Regions from separate parts of the Mus musculus genome. Here regions 1 and 3 are each linked to region 2. A link is a contact called in public promoter capture Hi-C data. All regions are on one chromosome and are shown on one strand. The core of a region is the stretch at or near the end of the contact, and the rest is flanking DNA. Distances in the headings are between cores, read along the strand shown.

Region 1 (3,504 bases), core at 325-2,824, 1.1 Mb before region 2:
TGGGGTCTCTCACTGAACCTGGAGCTAGACTGGCGGCCAGCGAGCACAAGCAATCCTGTCTCCGCCACCAACAGTGTTAGCATTGCAGGGGTCCGAGCTTGTAGCAGGCTTTTTTTTTTTTTTTTTTTTTGGTTTTTCGAGATAGGGTTTCTCTGTGTAGCCCTGGCTGTCCTGGAACTTCACTTTGTAGACCAGGCTGGCCTCGAACTCAGAAATCCGCCTGCCTCTGCCTCCCGAGTGCTGGGATTAAAGGCGTGTGCCACCACGCGCCGGCTTGTGGTAGGCTTTTAACTGAGATGTTGGGGACTTGAATCCATGGTCTCACACTTGAGCAGCAAGTACCCACATTCACTGAGCCTTTTCTCTAGTCCCCTTCACAGATTTTTTTTTTTAAACACACACACATACACACACCGTTCAAGGTATCCTAGGGTTCTTTAGGGAAGCTCTCTCATAGAAGACTATGGGCCAAGAAAATTAAAGGTTTGCACTTGGTTCCCAACCAACCCTGTTGCTCACCCTCTGGGGAGTCCAACGTTTTATCATCCCCCAAGGGCCTCAAAGGCTTTGTTTGCTGTTGTTTTTAATGTGTCTGAGTGTTTTGCCTGGGATACCATGGTCGTGCCTTGTGTCTGCAGATTCTACAACTAGAGTTACTGGCGTTTGTGAGCTGGGAATCGAATCCCAGTTCTCTGCAACAGCAACCAGTTCTCTGAGACTCTGATCCATTTCTCCGGCCAGTGACGTCCCTTATTTATAATCACGAATGATAACAGCCTGCAGCTCGTAGGTTAAGAGTGCTTTCATGTTTACAAACTGTTGGGACATTTGATGCTCACCATGACCCTGAGAAGTAGATCAAATTGTCCCCCTTTACAGGGAAATGCACTTACTGTGCGAAGCTTTAGTTTGCATCAGGCTATAAAATACATTCTCTTCATTCTGACAAAAAATAAAGGAAGGAAGCATCTTTGGTTTTCACTGGATTCTCAAAGGGAAAGGTGTCTCGAAAAAGTTAAGAGCCAGCCAGTCTCACGGGTCACAAAACCCAAAGAGTTCTGTACGGGTTAGGAGAAGACCTTCAAAGGATGGGGTCAAAACACCATCTCCGAGTCTCCGTCGCAAGAGGTGCCCGCGGAGCATGCCACGGTCCAGCCTGCCCGCTTCTCCAGGGGTACCCGGGCATCCCACCCACCACTACTGGCACGGATATCCGCCCGCCGCTCCCAGAGGTACCTGTCTGCGAAGCCGGAATCCCGAGCTAGCCTGCAGCTTTCTGCAAGGATCTGCCCAGGCCGCGTCAACCGCCGCGACCGCGATTGGCCGGCGCCGGGCAACCATCGTGCGCATGCGCAGCCTCTCTGGCTTCTACCACTGAGAATGCAGAGGGAGCCAGCTCCGAGACGAGCCTCCGCGAAGCAGCGGAGCCCCTGCGGACTCTCTAAGGTTCACGAATAGAAGAAAGCCTTGGGCACGACTTCTGGAGATACACACATGCCTTGGGCACGACTTCTGGAGATACACACATGCCTTGTGGCATAGGCTGGGAGAGGCATGACCCCCTAAATACGTTGGTCTGGTCCCCGGGTCAGCGCCGCCGTCGTCATAGTAATCGTTTTCCTTGGCAACAAAGCAGGCCGAAAGCTGCTTTGTTGTGTTAAAAATGTTAAGTGGTGACCCAGGCTGGACTCACAGTAGCAAAATGGACCGACCTGCAGCTCCCCCGCCCCGGCCACAAAGCAAACCGCGCCCCTTGGGCCGCGGATGCTGGCGGACATCCGGAGCTTGGTCCGGTCACTGGAGGGGCTGGTGGCGGAACCCGCCCTGACGCTTCTGCCGAAGCTTTCAGGTAAGACAGACGGACAGATATGACGACTCCCTGCCAGTAGCAAACTGGCTCCTGCCAGTCTTGCCTCCTCCACACTCCCACAAGCAAGGGAAACTGAGGTCCAGGGAAGGTTGCCCAGTGTACAAGGGGTAGAGAACTGGAGAGTCAGCTCCAGGATTCCTCAAGTCCTAAGGACATTGTAGCTCGGTTTGGTAAATGAAGAAATGGCCATCCAGGAGGCGTTTCTTGGCTGCCTAGTGGGTGTACGAGGTCATCCCACCATAAAGGACAGGACCCAGCTCCAAGCAGTCTTCCTCCACCTTTGCCACACAGCGTTCGAAGAGAGAATTCCACATCAAAATCAACCATATCTAGTGTAGCAACCGCTACAGAAACATAAAGCAGAACACATTTGAAAGTTGCGATCATTCTAGAAGTTTTTTTGTTTGTTTGTTTGTTTGTATGTTTGTTTGTTTGCTTGTTTGTTTTTTTCGAGACAGGGTTTCTCTGTGTAGCCCTGGCTGTCCTGGAACTCAGTCTGTTGACCAGGCTGGCCTCAAACTCAGAAATCCGCCTGCCTCCCAAGTGCTGGGATTAAAGGCGTCCGCCACCACCGCCAGGCTCTAGAAGCTTTTTGATATTAAACCTTGTGCGCCCTCTACCGGTGCTATCCCCGAAGCACCTTTCGTATTTTGAGATAAAGTCTCCCTGGGTACTCCTTATCTCATCCTCCTGCCTCAGCCTCTCAGTGCTGGAATTACAGACACACACCCAGCCTGCCTTCAACCCCTACCCTTTTGCTTTGTTTGTTTTTTTTTTTTTAAGATTTATTTATTTATTTATTATATGTAAGTACACTGTAGCTGTCCTCAGACACTCCAGAAGAGGGAGTCAGATCTCGTTACGGATGGTTGTGAGCCACCATGTGGTTGCTGGGATTTGAACTTCGGACCTTCGGAAGAGCAGTCGGGTGCTCTTACCCACTGAGCCATCTCACCAGCCCCGCTTTGTTTGTTTGATATTTGAGACTGGGGCTCAATATGTAGTTCTGGCTGCTCTCCCAACTTACAAAAGTCCTCCCGCCTCTTTCTCCAGAGCGCTGGGATTAAAGGCTAGTGCTCCATACCCGGCCCTAGGCTTTTTAACAAGTCAATTCAAAACAGATTAAATTAACTTGACTATTGTTGCACTTAACTCGGTTTGTCCAAAATACGAATAAACAAATATTTTAAATTTTTACCATGTATTGGTTATTAATTTCTTTAGTCACGCTAACCAAATTTCAGAACTTTTGTTTTGGTGTGTGGCTAGTGGCCGTGGGGCTGGGCAGCATCCAGGAGTGTTTTCCTTCCAGCCTCGTTGCCCTCTGTCTGGGAGCTGTTTCTTCTCCCCATCAGCCAGTTAACTCCTGCTCTTCCTTCAGCACCTTGACCTCCGTAACTAGGTCAGAACAAACTGTTGCAGCACTTCAGAGGCAGAGGCAGGAGGAGCTCTGTGAGTTGGAGGCCAGCTCGGACTACATAGCAAGTGCCAGGCCAGCCAGGGCTACGTCATGGTGAGACACTGTCTCAAAAACAAAAACAACAACAACAAATACCCAAAACCACACTGTCACCTCATAACCCTATGTACTTTCTTTGGAAGCAGTCATGAGTTATATAATTCATCATTACATA
Region 2 (3,733 bases), core at 1,200-3,699:
CCCTTCATCCAAGGAGTGGCAAGGAAATTCAATTTGAGAATTATTAGCTACAGTAGTGCTGAGAGTAATAAGGAAGCAAGAAGTGAATCTTTTGAGAAAGGTGCCTGACCTTTCTGGGAGGAAATGGTAAAATTTTATTGAAAGATATAAAGGAGAAGGTGAAGATGCTAACAGGCAGACAGAATGACTATCACAAGGATGTCAGGTCCCTACTCGCTGCTGCAGGTTGAACGCAGGACAGCCCAGGACTCTTATGTCATTTGCTTGAGCTTATTCCACAGTGTAGATGGAAGAGCAGAGATTCATCAAACACTAGAACAATCCTGAAGGAATGTAAGAGAGGCACGTTTCTCCTAGGCTTGGAGCTGGGGTAACTGAAGCAGGCTTGTGTCAGCCCCTGGGTGGATGGGAGGACTAGCAGAGAAAGGGGCCAAGGTTTGGTTTGCAGGTGACAGTCTTGGTCCACGAGGCTTCTTGACTGCCCATTCACTGGGAAAAGATAGGTAGAACTTTGTTTAATAGATGGCACTCTGGGATGATGGTCTGTGTCCATTGTCAGCACGACAGAGTCACCTGGGAGAAAGACATCTGGAGCACATCGATTTGAGGTGGGAAGATCAGCCCACTGTGGGTGGCACCATCCTGTAGGCTGGGAAACTGCATTGTGTTAAATGAAGAAAGGATCTGAGCAGCAATGCGCTCATCGTTGTTTCCTGATTGTGGGCAACCAGCTGCTCCAAGCTCCTGCTACTCTGACGACTTCCCCACTGTGATGGATTCTAACCTTGAACCATGAACCAGAATAAACCCTTTCTCCCTTCTGTCGCTGTGGTCGGAGTATTTTTTTTTCATAGTGATAGGAATAGAAACTAAGAAAGCCCTAGAGAAATCAAATCAACATCTCACAAAACCTACTAGCAGCCCCTTTGTCATCTAAAATCCACTCTGTGTATCAAGGTCACTGTCTGTAGACAGAAACTGTACACACTTTGTAGAATATCTTTGTGAAATTGCATAGGAATGCTTAAGAAAGAATCACTCAAAGAGTATCAATCATTAGGGAAGAAAAATTAAAGTTGACCACATACAAATAAACCTTTATAAATATCACAGCTTCAAAAAAAATAATTCCACATACTGGAAATGAACTATGAAACGGTTATAGCAATTCACACTTGAAAAATCAAACACCGAACTTCTCCAAATAAATATGAGGGGAAAAAATACTCCAGTAGAGAAATGGACAAATACACAAATAGTAACTTGTGTAATAGGAAACCCAAAAGTCCAATAAACAACTAAAAACACAAATGCCCAACAAAACACCTGCAAACACAAACACCCAACCAAACACTTATAAACACAAATGCCCAACACAAGGCGAGTGTAGTTGATATCATCAAAACGGCAAGAAGCCTACGACAGTTTGTAGGTAGGATTTTCGGTTTGGAGTGGTTTCCCAGCTAGGATCTTGCTGTATCGCTCGATGGCTCTGGCTGCCTTGGAACTCTCACTCTGAATCCTGGACTCAAGCTCCCAGCAATCCCTTTGTCTCAGCTTCCTGAAAGCTTAGATTGCACCATGCTGTGAGAAGGTTTGGACTTGCCAAACTTCTACCAGCTTGCTCTACTGCATCTGTCCCTGACTCTTCCTCCTCCTCCTCCTCCTCCTCCTCCTCCTCCTCCTCCTCCTCCTCCTCCTCCTCCTCCTCCTCTCACTCCTCCTCCTCCTCCTCCTCCTCTCACTACTCCTCTTCTTCCTTCTCTTCCAACTCCTTCCCTTTTCCCTATCCTCCCTCCTCTCCTTCCTCCTCCTCCCCCTTTTCCTCCACTTCCTCCCCTCCCAATTTCCCCCCTTCCTCCCCTTCCTCCTTTTCTCCCCTCTCCTCTACCTCTTCCCTTCTCTCTTTCCCTCCCCCTCCTTTGCCTTCTCTCTACACACTGGCCCTTGCTTAGGCAGCACCCCCCCCCCCCGGGCCAACTTTGTTTGACATCACACGTCATAGCCACCAGTTTTCCCTGCTGGTGACTCTGAGGTCACTCTGTAGCTCTCCCTTGGCCCATGTCTCCTGCCTTGCTCACAGCACCTGTGGTGTGGTTTGCCTTCTCTACAGAGCAGGAACTCCAGGACAACCTGGCTTCCTGCATTTTAGAGTCACCAGCTCCCAACACAATGCCTGATACACAGTAGGCACTCAAGTGTTTGCCCATGGGAGTCAGGCCAACTGACTTCTTGGAGGATGCAGATTCTTCGAGAGCAACTTTGTCCCTGCCCTGGCTTAGGAAGTGAATCTTCAATTCTCTAGGGTGCCTGGGTTCCCTTTGGAGCCTAAGTCAAGTGCCCTTGGTGGCCTGGGCCCAACCTAGCACCTGTGGGGCCCCAGGTCCTCTTCCAGACCGCATGCTCCACCCCCTCAAGGCTGTGGGGCAGCAGCTTGGGTAAGTTCCTCTTCCGTTTCCTCCCGCCTCTTGAGCTGGGGTGCTGCTCCTCACTGCCGGGTACCTCCTAGCCACTCCATACCACTGGTGTCCACAGCAACGCTCCTGGCCCCCAACTGTCATCCCTGGCTGCTGGGCCTCAGATGCAATGCAGGCCATCAAGTGTGTGGTGGTGGGTGATGGGTAAGTACCTGGCTGAGTTGTCTCCCACCCCTACCAGGATGCCTCTGAGATCCTCCCTGGTACACCCACAGATTCAGGGCTCCCAGGAGGTTCTGGGGAAAGTCGCTTCCTTTCCTTGTAAGGGCTTACAAGGAACATTTGGGGTGGGTCTGGACTGCTCCCTGTCCTTCAGCCTACCCCACTCCGGAAGCTACTTGGGTGGAGGGCCTGGACTGTGGGTGGGGTGCTGCTATTTGCCTGTACCCTGAGAGCTGGGACAGGGCTCCTACCGGGCCAGCATCAGTTCAGGGTACAGGTACGAGGAGGGAAATCAGCAGCTTGCCCTTCGGACCTTTGTTTCCCAGGCTGGCCCAGGCTCTAGTTGCTGTCTTGCTGGGCCTAGGGGACTTCTGGCAATCTCCAAGCTTTCTGACTCTCAGTCCAGCCTCTGCTCTTAAGGACTCCAGAGGGCAGGCTGGCTGCAGCCCTGCTAAAGTCTGATAGTCATTGTCAGATCTTGGGACCACAGGCTCTCATAACCCAAGGCCTGAGTTTCTTCATGTGTCTCCCATATATTCCGACACATTAGGGTGCAGTCCTCAAGTCTATCTTGGGTCCCGCTAGATCCATCCTCACATGTACTAGACAGCCATCTTCAGTTCGAAACGGGGAGGGGCTGAGGCCTGGAGACCTTTCCTGGCTTAGGTCCCAAGGTCACACACACTTTGGCTCTGCTGGTGGCATAGGCTATCTACCTCCTCAGCTGACTAGGTCCGACTTGGTCGCTGCTGCAGCCGCCACCGCGCTAGGGTGTCAGCCGTTATCTGTGGCAGCTGCTCTGCTCACTTCTGCTTTGTGTCTGATCTGGGGGAGGAGGGGGCGGACACGGAGGGCCGGAAGTCAATGATTCTATGCATTCAAAGTTACCTGGGTGGCAGGCTGGGGCTTGAGGGCAGAGGTTTAGGGGGCAGGGACAGCAGAGCAACCTCCTCGAGTGGGAAGTGACTTAACGGAATTGTACTGGGGAAGGCCCGGAGCTGTCCCTCTGGCCTCTCAGCTTCCTGCTGAATGACCTGGGTGACCTCCCAGCTTGGCAGGGAGATAGCTTAAATGGTGGTCATCTCCATTTATCC
Region 3 (3,611 bases), core at 814-3,313, 1.3 Mb before region 2:
CCAAGTCCTACCCAAGAACATGCACAGCCTGAGGAAATGAAAGGCTCAAGATTCTTCAGCCTCTCGCTGCAGCTCCTTCCAGACGGGACACCTCCATGTGGGATGGAGGTTTTAAAAAAATCAAGGAAATGAGACCAGAGAGATGACTGGTCAGTAAAGCGGCTTGCACACAAGTCCTGATTCTCAGAGCAGATATAAAAGCCAAGTATGGGGGTTGTGAATCTACAACCCTGAGTTGAGGTATCAGAGATAGGAGGATCCCAAGAGCTCATTGGCCAGCCCGCTGGAACCCACAAACTCATTTTGGTGAAAGACTCAAAAAAATAAAGGGAAGAGCAACTGAGGAAGACAATTGACATCAACCCCTGGCTTCCAGATGGGCGCCCGAGTTATATACTGTGCCCATCTCCCAGGCCCACCACACTATATACTGTTAGAGAAATTCCTAACGTCACATGGGCAATCTAATGTCTCAGGATTTCTCGAACCTGAACTCATCAAGTCCTTCCCTGACCCTGCAGGCGAGGGTCCCCCCAAATAGACAGGGAAAGCCCAAGCCTGTAACTATAGTCTTTAAGGAGCAGAAACAAGAAGATTATGCCAAGGTCGAGTCCTACTTGAACTATATAGTGAGTGCCAGGCTAGCCAGGGCTTCATAGTAAAATCCTGTCGGGGCTGGGGTGGGGGAGGGTGGGAGAGGGAGACAAGAATGTAAAGAACAGCAACAACAACAACACAGCCAAACTACCACCACCATCACAATAAAATTCCACAATATAATAACAACCAAAAATCAGGAGACAGGGGGCTGGTGAGATGGCTCAGTGGGTAGGAGCACCTGACTGCTCTTCTGAAGGTCAGGAGTTCAAGTCCCAGCAACCACATGGTGGCTCATAACCATCCGTAACGAGATCTGACTCCCTCTTCTGGAGTGTCTGAGGACAGCTACAGTGTACTTACAATAAATAAATCTTAAAAAAAAAAAAAAAAATCAGGAGACAGAGTCTGGATCCCTTCCCTCAAAGCTGGCTAGGTATTAGTGGCCTGGGAGGACCCCAGGCTGGACCCTTTCCCTCATAGCCAGCAGCCTGTAGAAAAGAGCTGGAAAAATCAGACGTCTATCAAGCCTTGGTCAGAAGAATGGGATCGGAGGCTTATCTCTGACTCTGGAAGGAGAGGTGACATCTGGGACTGGTTACAAGGCCACACCCAGGGGACAAGGCTATTAACAGATAATTGCTGATAACTGGCTTCAGGAGCCCTAATCCTGGAGACAGACAGCTGGCCAGGGGCTTTCTGTTGAAGACTGAAGACATGCTATTCTGTGATATGACTGTCGCCTCTCTCTATACAGGTCTATCCATCACTGGACAGGACAAAGTTGCTCAGGGTGAGGTGAATTGGTTCGAAAGACGGGCCAGGGAGATGGTTCAGCGGGTAAAAGTATTAGCTTTGAAGTTAAAGCCTGCATTTCCACCACACCCACGCATGCACGCACCACTTGCAGCTGGGCTGCCCACGGGACAGTGGCCTCCACCGACATCACAGGCACCAGGAGAAGGGACAAAAATCAGAATGTCACCCAAGGGAGTAGGCAGTATAACTTTCTTCTTATATGTAGGTTTAAAATACACTCACATCTCTCTCTTTCTTTTTTTTTTTCTTTTGTTTTTTTCGAGACAGGGTTTCTCTGTGTAGTCCTGGCTGTCCTGGAACTCACTTTGTAGGCTGGCCTTGAACTCAGAAATCCGACTGCCTCTGCCTCCCGAGTGCTGGGATTAAAGGCGTGCGCCACCACACCCGGCCACTCACATCTCTTGCCATTGGGCATGTATACATATGTGTATGTGTTCTGAATTAATATGTGCATGTCTGGGGGTCAGGAGAAGGCCTTGGATTCCCAGAAGCTGTAGTTATAGGTGGTTGTGAGCCATACCATGTGTTTGCTGGTAGCAGTTGGTCCTCTGTGGAAGGTGACAAAGGTTCTTAACTGCTGAGCCATCTCTCTCCAGTGCCAACCCCGCCCCCTATTATTTCTCTTTTTCTCTTAGCTGACTGGTGTGGTTCCGAGAAGTCTCCACAAGCATCCAGGCAATGGGTGTGTTAGGGGAATTTCTCTTTACCCTTTCCCTTTCCCAGCTCAGAGTGGCTACTTCTGGAAAGGTGGTTCACATTGCCTTAGAGAGTGGTCCCCTCTTCTCCCAGTATCCCCTGAGGTTGGGTTAAAACAGCACGGATATTCTAGGACATCTATCGAAAGTTCTCCATACATGGTCGTCCAAAGTCTGCTTCCATGGATTTCTCTTTAAAATTTGAAGCCCAGACCAGCCTAGCCCTGGATCAGCATGAAGACCCAAAGGCGAGTAACCCCAGACTGAGAAGTCTCAACAGGAAGAAATATGGGTGACGTGGAGAGGGGTACAGGGTGGCCAGTTTAGAAGCAGCTATAAGGTAACCGAAGCGGCTCAGAACAAGGACCCTCGAGGGGAGTGGGAGCTACGGAGTATCCTGGAGAATGTGAGAGAGGAATCGGGAGCTGGGGACCTAGAGGAGAGGCTCGGTATACAGCAAAATGGGGGCCACCAGGAAGAGACTGCAGTGAAAATTTTGGAGGAGCGGGGCCAGCGGTACCTGATCGGTGAATAGCATTTGCGATGGCTGCATCCCAGACAGAATGGTCCCATCCCAGCTCTGGGCCCCAGGCGCTGGGGTTGCATTTTCTGTGAGCAGGCTATGGAAGACCCCCAGAAGTGAAACTGACCTCCCGGGCCAAGTGAATGCAGGCCCCACCTTCTTCCTGCATCAGCTCCCGGAATGGGAGGGCTCTAGGCGATCAAGCCCAGAAGGCTCCTGCCCACCTCTTTGTCCCTTGGCTTGGCAGAGACCTGCTCCTCTGTACAGCGGCCCGCGGGGATCGCAAAGAGAAAGGGAAACTAACTGATGGTAGAGAGAAGCTGATGCCGACCGCGGTGAGGGTAGGACAGACGCCCCAAGGGTGGCCCCAGGCGTCTCCATCCAACCTGCCTAGACCATCCTGTGCCGAGCTTGCAGCCAAAGCTGCCAGTTGAACCAAGGGTTTGACTCTGTAGGTGTTAAGGAGTGGGGACCCTTACATTTTCTCCCTTCGGCTTAGGAGGGGAGGGGACAGCCTGGCTTCGCATTTCTAATTGTGGCTTGGATTTTGGCACCCTTCACCTCTAATTTCCCAACTGCCCCAGGTGTGGAGCTAGACTGAGATCAACGGGGAGCACAAAAATGGATCATTGATGGCTCCGAATCAGCCAGCAGCAGGTGGCCGAGCTGGTATCAGAGCCCGTCATCCAAGCTTGTTTCCCTGCAGATGAGGGAGACCGAAATGAGTTTACTGTTCTCACAGACCTGTGTCTCTCGAGGGCAGTAGCGTGGACCAGTCAAATGTAGCAAGTGCACGCTTCTGGTTATTGAGGTTCAGCTAGCGTTCTTTGGAGGAGTGAATGCACACGGAGTCAAGTAATCTTCCAGTGGTTTGGGATACACGTGTGCAGGTATACACGGTGCTCTCCACAGAGGCTCTGGGCACAGTAGCCAGTTCCTGTAGGGCGAGCGTGTCACAGCGCCCCCATCTGGTGGAA

The links. Promoter capture Hi-C pulls out the DNA fragments that hold promoters and counts their contacts.
Region 1: a promoter capture Hi-C map of liver shows a contact between it and region 2, with 2.3 times the contacts expected there. The contact joins the promoter of Fam227a here to the promoter of Rac2 in region 2. A contact is called at or near these places in 3 of 39 promoter capture datasets (liver and pre-B cells).
Region 3: a promoter capture Hi-C map of pre-B cells shows a contact between it and region 2, with 2.5 times the contacts expected there. The contact joins the promoter of D730005E14Rik here to the promoter of Rac2 in region 2. A contact is called at or near these places in 2 of 39 promoter capture datasets (liver and pre-B cells).

What each region holds. Positions count from the first base shown.
Region 1 is chr15:79,657,026-79,660,529 of GRCm38.p6, reverse strand. It overlaps Fam227a (family with sequence similarity 227, member A), which reads left to right and starts at 1,574. Exons shown (of 18, transcript NM_029407.1): 1 at 1,574-1,849. It overlaps Cby1 (chibby family member 1, beta catenin antagonist), which reads right to left and starts at 1,303. Exons shown (of 5, transcript NM_028634.3): 1 at 1,237-1,303.
Region 2 is chr15:78,571,499-78,575,231 of GRCm38.p6, reverse strand. Rac2 (Rac family small GTPase 2) reads left to right here and starts at 2,449. Exons shown (of 7, transcript NM_009008.3): 1 at 2,449-2,621. The coding sequence starts at 2,587. It overlaps Gm36738 (predicted gene, 36738), which reads left to right. Exons shown (of 2, transcript NR_155437.1): 2 at 560-821.
Region 3 is chr15:79,891,590-79,895,200 of GRCm38.p6, reverse strand. D730005E14Rik (RIKEN cDNA D730005E14 gene) reads left to right here and starts at 2,063. Exons shown (of 1, transcript NR_030675.1): 1 at 2,063-3,611. Apobec3 (apolipoprotein B mRNA editing enzyme, catalytic polypeptide 3) reads right to left here and starts at 2,793. Exons shown (of 8, transcript NM_030255.3): 1 at 2,632-2,793. The coding sequence starts at 2,684.